Regions from separate parts of the Bicyclus anynana genome. Here region 2 is linked to region 1. The links are chromatin contacts, called in public Hi-C maps. All regions are on one chromosome and are shown on one strand. The core of a region is the stretch at or near the end of the contact, and the rest is flanking DNA. Distances in the headings are between cores, read along the strand shown. Region 1 holds the start of LOC112045092. Region 2 overlaps LOC112047331 (methylcytosine dioxygenase TET).

Evidence for each region. Hi-C and Micro-C count contacts between places; a contact is called where the count stands out from the background.
Region 2: a contact with region 1 is called in a Hi-C map of whole body, with 8 times the contacts expected there. The contact joins the enhancer-like site here to the promoter of LOC112045092 in region 1. A contact is called at or near these places in 2 of 2 Hi-C or Micro-C datasets (whole body and whole larva).

What each region holds. Positions count from the first base shown.
Region 1 is chr7:1,013,877-1,017,899 of ilBicAnyn1.1, reverse strand. LOC112045092 reads left to right here and starts at 2,018. Exons shown (of 2, transcript XM_024081159.2): 1 at 2,018-2,412; 2 at 3,523-4,023. The coding sequence starts at 2,253. LOC112045091 (protein spaetzle 5) reads right to left here. Exons shown (of 8, transcript XM_024081158.2): 8 at 1,096-1,280. The coding sequence ends at 1,263.
Region 2 is chr7:1,102,036-1,106,058 of ilBicAnyn1.1, reverse strand. All of the region lies in intron 3 of LOC112047331 (methylcytosine dioxygenase TET), which reads right to left. Among protein-coding and RNA genes, the nearest start is that of LOC112047331, 76 kb to the right of the region's middle. Within about 2 kb of position 2,203, at least 8 of the 8 cell types and tissues checked have open chromatin away from gene starts, as enhancers often do.

The sequences.
Region 1 (4,023 bases), core at 769-3,268:
CAATAATAATTAAGAATAATTATAATAGTAAATACATATAATATGAACACGTTTTACGACAACACAATTAGTAGAAGGTTATGTATTTAAGAGCAGTGATAGCCCAGTAAATATGACCACTGCCTCAGATTCTGGAAAGTCTGGGTTCGAATCCGGTCCAGAGCACCTACAACTTTTCAGTTTTGTACATTTTAAGAAAATAAATATCACGTGTCTCAAGTGCAACAACCCCACAAACTTTACCTCTTTATAATATTAGTATAAATTTTTTTTATGATTTACAGTGCCATAGTCTGTACCAGATTTTGAGTTAATGGCAACAAAACCATGGAAACACTCGTATTCGTACAAAAGATGTAAAAAAGCTTAGAATAATATTTATTATTTTTAATGTTTGTAAAAAAGTAGGTAGGTATTAGTAAATATTTTTTCTCTCTTTTACTTTATTTAAATTTTACTTTTATTTAGGTACTAACCAATAATATCTCTTTTAATTTCAAACGAAATTGGAATACAATCAAATTGGACCCCTGGAAATAAATGGCAAAGTAGACCAATTCTAATTTTCAATCGATTATTTATGATATTATAGATAAGCTAATCAAATATAGTAATAATAATATTATGAGTCAATCAAGCAAACGGATATTAGACGGAGACATTGTTTAACATCGAGATAATAAAATTATATAAATAAAAAAAAATTCATAAAAAAATAAATTCATAAAGTGCTTTAATCTATATACATAATCATAATACTTGATGCACAGGATTTTAATATCTAATATATTATTTTGTCTTTCATAACAAAATCACAAAATGTAAAAAAAAATATAATTATTATTGTCATATTGCATAATATTCGTGAAACAAAATCAAAAGTCGAGTCGAATCGATAAAATTGAGTCAAAAGAGATAATAATACAAAACATTTTGTAGGAATATTTCTTAGAATTAAACATTTAACTCTACAAAGCTTTTCAAAACTTAAAAGCTTTAACATTCGACGCCATCTAGTATCTAGTAGCGGCACCACATTCTGCATACATAATTACAAACCACAGCAAGCAACAGCACTTAAAATTACATCACAAAGCAGTTTAAAATATTAATTATTGTTTACTACAGTACATTGGCAACAGCTTGGGATCCAAAAAACATCTGTATATAAATTCTGTCCGTTCGACTGCAGCGCTACCAGTCGTTTTTGAATATATTTCTGCTCACACCGGGAAGTGTAGCCATTTGGTAATGAACACAGTCTACTGCATTCCGTTGACCTGAGACAGAAAGAGAATATTATTAGTTTCTTAAAATTAAAATTATTTCATATTAAACTTTGCTATTTAACAACAGATGGCGCTACATTTATTTTCACTAAATTCATATGAATTTTTTAATAATCTGATATTGTAAACATCTTATAAGTATTTTAAAATAGCAAAAATATAATTTTCACATTAAGTAATTATAAGTCTGAACACTTATTGTAAATAGAAAATATTATGTTGTTCGACAAAAAGTTGCTATGCACCATTTCGAGTGAAGGTGAACGACGTGATACAATAAGTAGGGTGGTCGGAAACATCGATAAGTATGATTGTCTATCGATCAAGATTTAGCTAGATTTGTCAGTACAAGCTACAAGATAAAATTTCTATTACATTTATGAAAAATATAAAGATGTAACAATTTTTATTTATCGATTAAATAATTTGAATCAACGTTGGTAGTTTTTTTAATAAAGGTTAAATTATTACGTGATATTTTATATTTTGCTTAAATTTCTCAAAGTAACGAAAACAATGCCCATCTGTTAATATGACGTTTTATCCCAAATCTTTTCATCACCCATAACTTAACGAACATTAACGAATAAAGGTTTAATTAATACCATTGATAAATAATTTAGTATTAATACTAGGTATACAATAGGTATAGATATCTATCTATATATTAAATAACAAATATATTATTATTACTCCCAACCCAGACTGATTATATGTACCTAGTCGAAACAGGTGTCTAACTAATAATTTTCAATGCATTAGTATTCATATTGAAAAGTTCTTCTTCTTAGTTAACCTTAATATCCAAGTCAATATATTTCATTCTTATTAGACGAATCAACATGTTATCGATGAATAGATAATCACAACACTATTCACGGGACGCCATTTTGTCGTGTCACTTACGTTCGAAACATTTAGTTGTCATACATTGGAGGCACGGAGAACAGAGTGCGCGTTAAAATGTCGAGTTTGAGTGACGACATGCGATTAATTATCGAGTTTGTGAAAGAAGTGGAACAACATCCATGCTTGTACGATAACAAACACGCAGAATATGGTATTAAAACCGCTGTCGATGAAGCGTGGAGAGAAATCGGGAAAAGATTTAAGGGGTTAACCGGTAAGACAATATTATTGTTAAGATTAATAATATTATAACAGTTACCTAACCCATCAGCACATCGCTTCAGTAGTGTAAATGGATAATGTAAAATTTAATTAAATTGAGAGTGATAATATTTTTCCATTTACGTAGGTAGGTATTTTGTTTATTTAAAAAATATTTCTATCAGCGCCATCTTAAGTTAGTTTGAAAAAAATCATGCAAACATATACTAAATCTGCTATGGAACACAAGATGGCATTACATTCCTTAATTTCCTTCATCCCATAGCGGAAAACCGTTGTTACAAAGATTATGTAGGTAACTGATTTTACAAATACAATGTAAGACTAGGAGCTCCCTAGAACTTAGAAATTACCAAGTATAATTTCATACAGGCAATTTTGAAAGGGATATCTCTTTAGAACAGGGAATTACAGCTTAGACCCGCTTCTCTACTTTAGTGTAGGTTGGTGGGTAAAATAATGATGGATTCTTTAAAGATATATTAATTTTATACACACTATTATAAAATCCACACTCCTTTCGGTTTCTACACGATATTGTACCGGAACGTTAAATCGCTTGGCGGAACGTCTTTGTAGGTAGGGTAGTAACTAGCCACGGCCAAAGCCTCCCACCAGCTAGACCTGGACCAATTAAGGAAACCTCAATCGGCCCAGCCGGGGATCGAACCCAGGACCTCCGTCTTGTAAATTACCACCGCGCATACCACTACGCCAAGGAGGCGCCAAGCGATCTGCGGAAAAGAATAACTCATTGGTTTGAGGTTTTATATTGAGTAGATTACGAAATGGAAGTAGAAAAATAATTTTGAAATGTCAGGTTACGTTACCATTAGTACAAAACCGATAATTTTTCATTTAATACTGATCGACTGGAGGTGCCGGAAGATACGGCGTCTTAACACAAACATCTCAACTTTGCTATTGAGGACTTTCTGTAAGAAAGAAAAACTTTTTATTTATTAGCAAGGTTTTATATTTTATTTAAACCCAGGACCTTATGATCCAAAAGTCAGGCACATGGTGATGGATCAACAAGGCAGTTCTTGCGACTTGTAGGTACTCTAAATGCAAATAAATAGATTCAATTTCTTGTTTTTAGAAGCCGATTTAAAAGTAAAGTGGAGATCAGTCAGATCATCCTACACACGAAGTTTTAGAATAAATAAGCCGTACTACTTGACAAAATATTTGGATTTCTTGATCCCATTCACAAAACATATGGATAAAAGTTTGGTTAAAAGAGTTAAAAGAGAACGCGAATCACAAAAAGAGAACTCAGAAGATGATGATGATGATGATAATTCTTCTGTAAGCAGTGGCAACATTACAATAGAACGAACAAAAGAAGAAAATGATGATGTTGATTTTTATGATGAGGATGATGATGATGATGAATACGAAGACCAGAACGGCAAGATACAAGTATCAACGCTACCTGAACTCAAAGTAGGACTTAATAAAAGAGTGATTAGAAAAAAAGGGAGTAGATCTCAAATATTGTCGCAATATACCAAATCCAGGCTCTCTCCACACGAATGTTATCTGAAAAGCCTAATGCCAGACATTAGTGCCATGAGTCAAAGGCAGTTTTTTGGTTTCA
Region 2 (4,023 bases), core at 954-3,453, 88 kb before region 1:
GAGCTAACTTTTTACAGCTTTATTAATTTAGGTACCTACTAGTGTTTGTCCCACGGCTTTTCAGAGGTGGATATATTGTAAGGAATTGTGATCCGGGCATCATAAATTGTTTTGTAAACATCGCCTTTATAGAAATGCCGTGCCTCGATCATGCCGTGATAGCGTAGTGGATATGATCTCTGCCTCCAATTCCGGAAAGTGTGGATTCGAATCCGGTCCGGGGCATGCACCTCTAACTTTGTTGTGTTGGTAACTTGTTTGACCGATTTTTGGATCGCTGTGACCGCAACCTAGTTTGAATCCTGGATCCGCGCCTGCTACTGGATACCTATTCTAACGATTTACTGCAGGGGTAGGTAAAGATAAAAGATGTACTATTTTGGTACCTTTTCAAAGTCTTTTCCAACACATTTTTTTTAGTCTTTACAAGTAAACCCTTGACTAACAATCTATATTATGCTAAGTGATGATGCAATCTAAGACGGAAGCGGCCTTACTTGTTAGAAGGAGGATTAAATCCACCCCTTTAGGTTTCTACACGACATCGTACCGTGTACGTTATGTATAAATTGTATATACAATATACATACATAACGTAGAACATACAAAAGCAGTAATGTACATTGTAGTGTTTTTATAACCGCTATGAAATACTGGGATTAATAATAGTATACGTTTGTGTCCCGGCGGCTCGCGCGGTTACACTCTGTCTGTACATTCGTCGGGAAAGCGAGAGTGCTCTGTTTTTGTTTGATTTATCACTGGCCGAGTTTGGTGACCCCGTTAATTGAACAGCTGTTGTGAATAGCTGGGTATATACTGGGTGGTAGGTAATAGAAAGCTGTGACGTAATATAAAATTTCCAATGTCACTTTTCACTTTTGTGAATACGAAAGTTTGGATGTAAAATTATTTTTACTTGGACCCTTAACATTGTTTAGAAATTGTTACTTTGCGTGTTTACACACGTATAAAATTGTCAATAGGGTGAGGTTGTATAAAGTCGTATGGTACCTGTATAGGTAAGTCGTACCCCGTAGTATTGCAGCAATATTTCCTTACAGGGCACGACTTAAGAAACCTTACTTTATTGATAACTAGCTGACGCCGCTGACCCCGTTCCCGTAGGAATACGGGGATAATATATAGCCTATAGTCTTCCTCGACAAATGGGCTATATATCACTGAAAGATTTTTGAAATCGAACCAGTAGTTCCTGAGATTAGCGCGTTCAACCAAACAAACACACTCTTCAGCTTTATAATATTAATATAAATAATTATAAGAAATTATATTGTGTGTGCTTGCACACAGTCAATAATATTTTCAATATTGGTAATTATGTATTATTTTAAAGTTTAGGCTGAGGAAATAAAGATGTCGTATTGCCGGGGTACGACTTTATGGCAGGCGTTCACAGATCAGCATCGTACGTATCGGACGCATCGTATCAAATGGATATTTAATTTTATGGTAGATGAGATCCGTGAGATGCGATCTGTACAATGCTGATCAATGGATGCACTTTACTATACAAACAATACTAAAATCCGTTTGATGCAATGCATCCGATAGGTACGATGCGGATCAGTGGACGCCTGCCATTAAGCAACAACATAATATTGTCAATATATGATTGACAATAATATGTAAGGTAAAGCCTTTGGACAAACGCAAGTTGTAATTTTCAGTCGTTTTTCAGTACGACGTCATGATTTTCCGATACTAATACATACTATAACTTTGCCGATACTACCACAGTACTCAATACAGTACAAGTACGCATGTTTCTATGTGTTTCTAACTTATTACGCTGTAAGGTCTGTATTATGAAGTATTCAAGATGAAAAGTATACTATTTGTGTTACGATGATGATTGATGAAAAATATTCAACAATTTTATTAAACAAAGATAAGTCAACCGACGACTTAAAAACATACACATTGTTGATAATACACGAAAGTTTTTACAAAATTATACTAGACGTATAGTAAGTTGTTAGATAAATTATTATTAGAGATGCGATTAGCGATGTTACATACAAATTAGTCATTACAAATCAGTGAGTTCACATGTAAAATGATAAGGAGAGGGATATAAAAAAAAATAAAAGAAAAAACAACAGATAAAGAAAAATAAAACATAAAGTATACTCACGGAAGTGGTCGATGAGCGCCCTCTGCCGCGTCCGCGCCGCGACTCGCTCTTCACCGTCTGCAGCGTGCCATCCGGCGCCAATACAAGCTACAACAACACAGACACACCACATACTTAACATAAAGCGAAAATAAAGTAAAAACAAAGGAGAAACGTTAACACAAAATAATAGGGGAAAATTAATAGACAAACATGCATGGATTGGGTTAGATGGCGACAGATTAGTGATTTTAGTAATGAAGAAAAACTATCGCAGATATCCTGAACTATTTAACCTAAAGAGCTAAAGCTAGAGTCGATTCACTTTTTTCTTGTTCTCAGTTCGTGTAGTGTAGTACCAACTATCTAACTTAGAATACCGGTAATTTTGATGCTACAATGTTACTTTCTTCAAGATTGGTTTATAAAAATAGCGATGATAAAATAACGCAAAATAAAAAATAACAATTATTTTCCTTTCATCGGATTTTTCATCTCAACATGCGATTGAATTTCCTTCCTAACTTTTAATGGTGTGTGGATACAACGCCATCTATGGTATTATGTGAAAACAGTATAAACAGTGACCGTAATATTTCAGCCGCTTCATACTAGATGGCGTTAGTTGCAGTTTGTGCAAGCATTTGAACCTAACAAGCACAGATGGCGCTAGTAGACCTTTCCGTTTAAATAAATATAAAGTTTGACTAATTAAAGCTTTTTCTCAAATCGATCAAAATTTCGTGGGCTTAGTTTTACAAAAATAACAATATAGCTTTAAATAACTCTCTTGAGACTTAAACACGTCTTCTTGAATATTAAATTTTAGACTTAAAACGAGTAGTTTTACATGCCAACATACTGTCTATAAATCTGTTTTATAAAATATTGAAGCTACTGTTTGTTTAGAATCATGCTTAATTGCGTAAAACAGGGTCCACAGAGTATCTACCCGCCTATTTCAGTAATATTACTATTTTTTTATTCTTACTATTATTTGTAATACGTTTTATTATTTATTATTATTATTATTATTAAAGACGAAAAATACAACTCTCTTTATCACGCAATATTAAACATTCCTAAAATCTAAAAAATAAAATACAAGTAATATCTAAAAAAAATCAAACCATTGCCGTCCTCATGACAGTTGTTATAATAGTTCAAGTCTGTCGAATTGCTAGATAAAACGGATACCCCGATACATGTATAAATAAATATAGTTTCTGTTGCCGAGCACATGGCACCGCTACACACCTGGCGTTTTAGTTCGTTACTCCTGTTTTTGTGTTAGAACTCGCACGACATTTGTCCTATCGCCGTCCCATTCCCGCGTTAGTTTCTCTCCTTCACTCTACATCTATTCTCATTCAAATCGCAGGTTTTGTAATTATCCTTGAGCCTGTGAGACAGGACCGAATCATTTTTCGTCGGTACATGTGATTTAACGAAAGAAGCGTCGTAGAACACATGACGGTTACTCACGCAGCTGCGTGCACATAGATAACCGGTTATCGTTAACTTAATTAGAATAGATAAGGGCACCTAATTTTCACTGAATAATTGCTGAGTAATTGATTAACGGAATAGTTTATTATGAAAACAGAAAATAGATGTCGAAAACAAAAAGAATGGTATTTGTGGGGCGCTCCAATTTTGCGTAACTGCATCTTAATCTTAATGGAGTTGATAGAGAATGTAGATTTAACTAGGTGTCATTTTGTACAGAGTAGAAGAATAAGCGTAAGATTTGTAATCTATTACTGATTTCGATTATAATATCATTTATCTCGGTTATGTAGGTATTTATTATGACTGTTTAACTAGCAATTAGCCTATAAAACTAAACATTAGCTGCCACCAATCTTTTTAAATATCCTTAATCC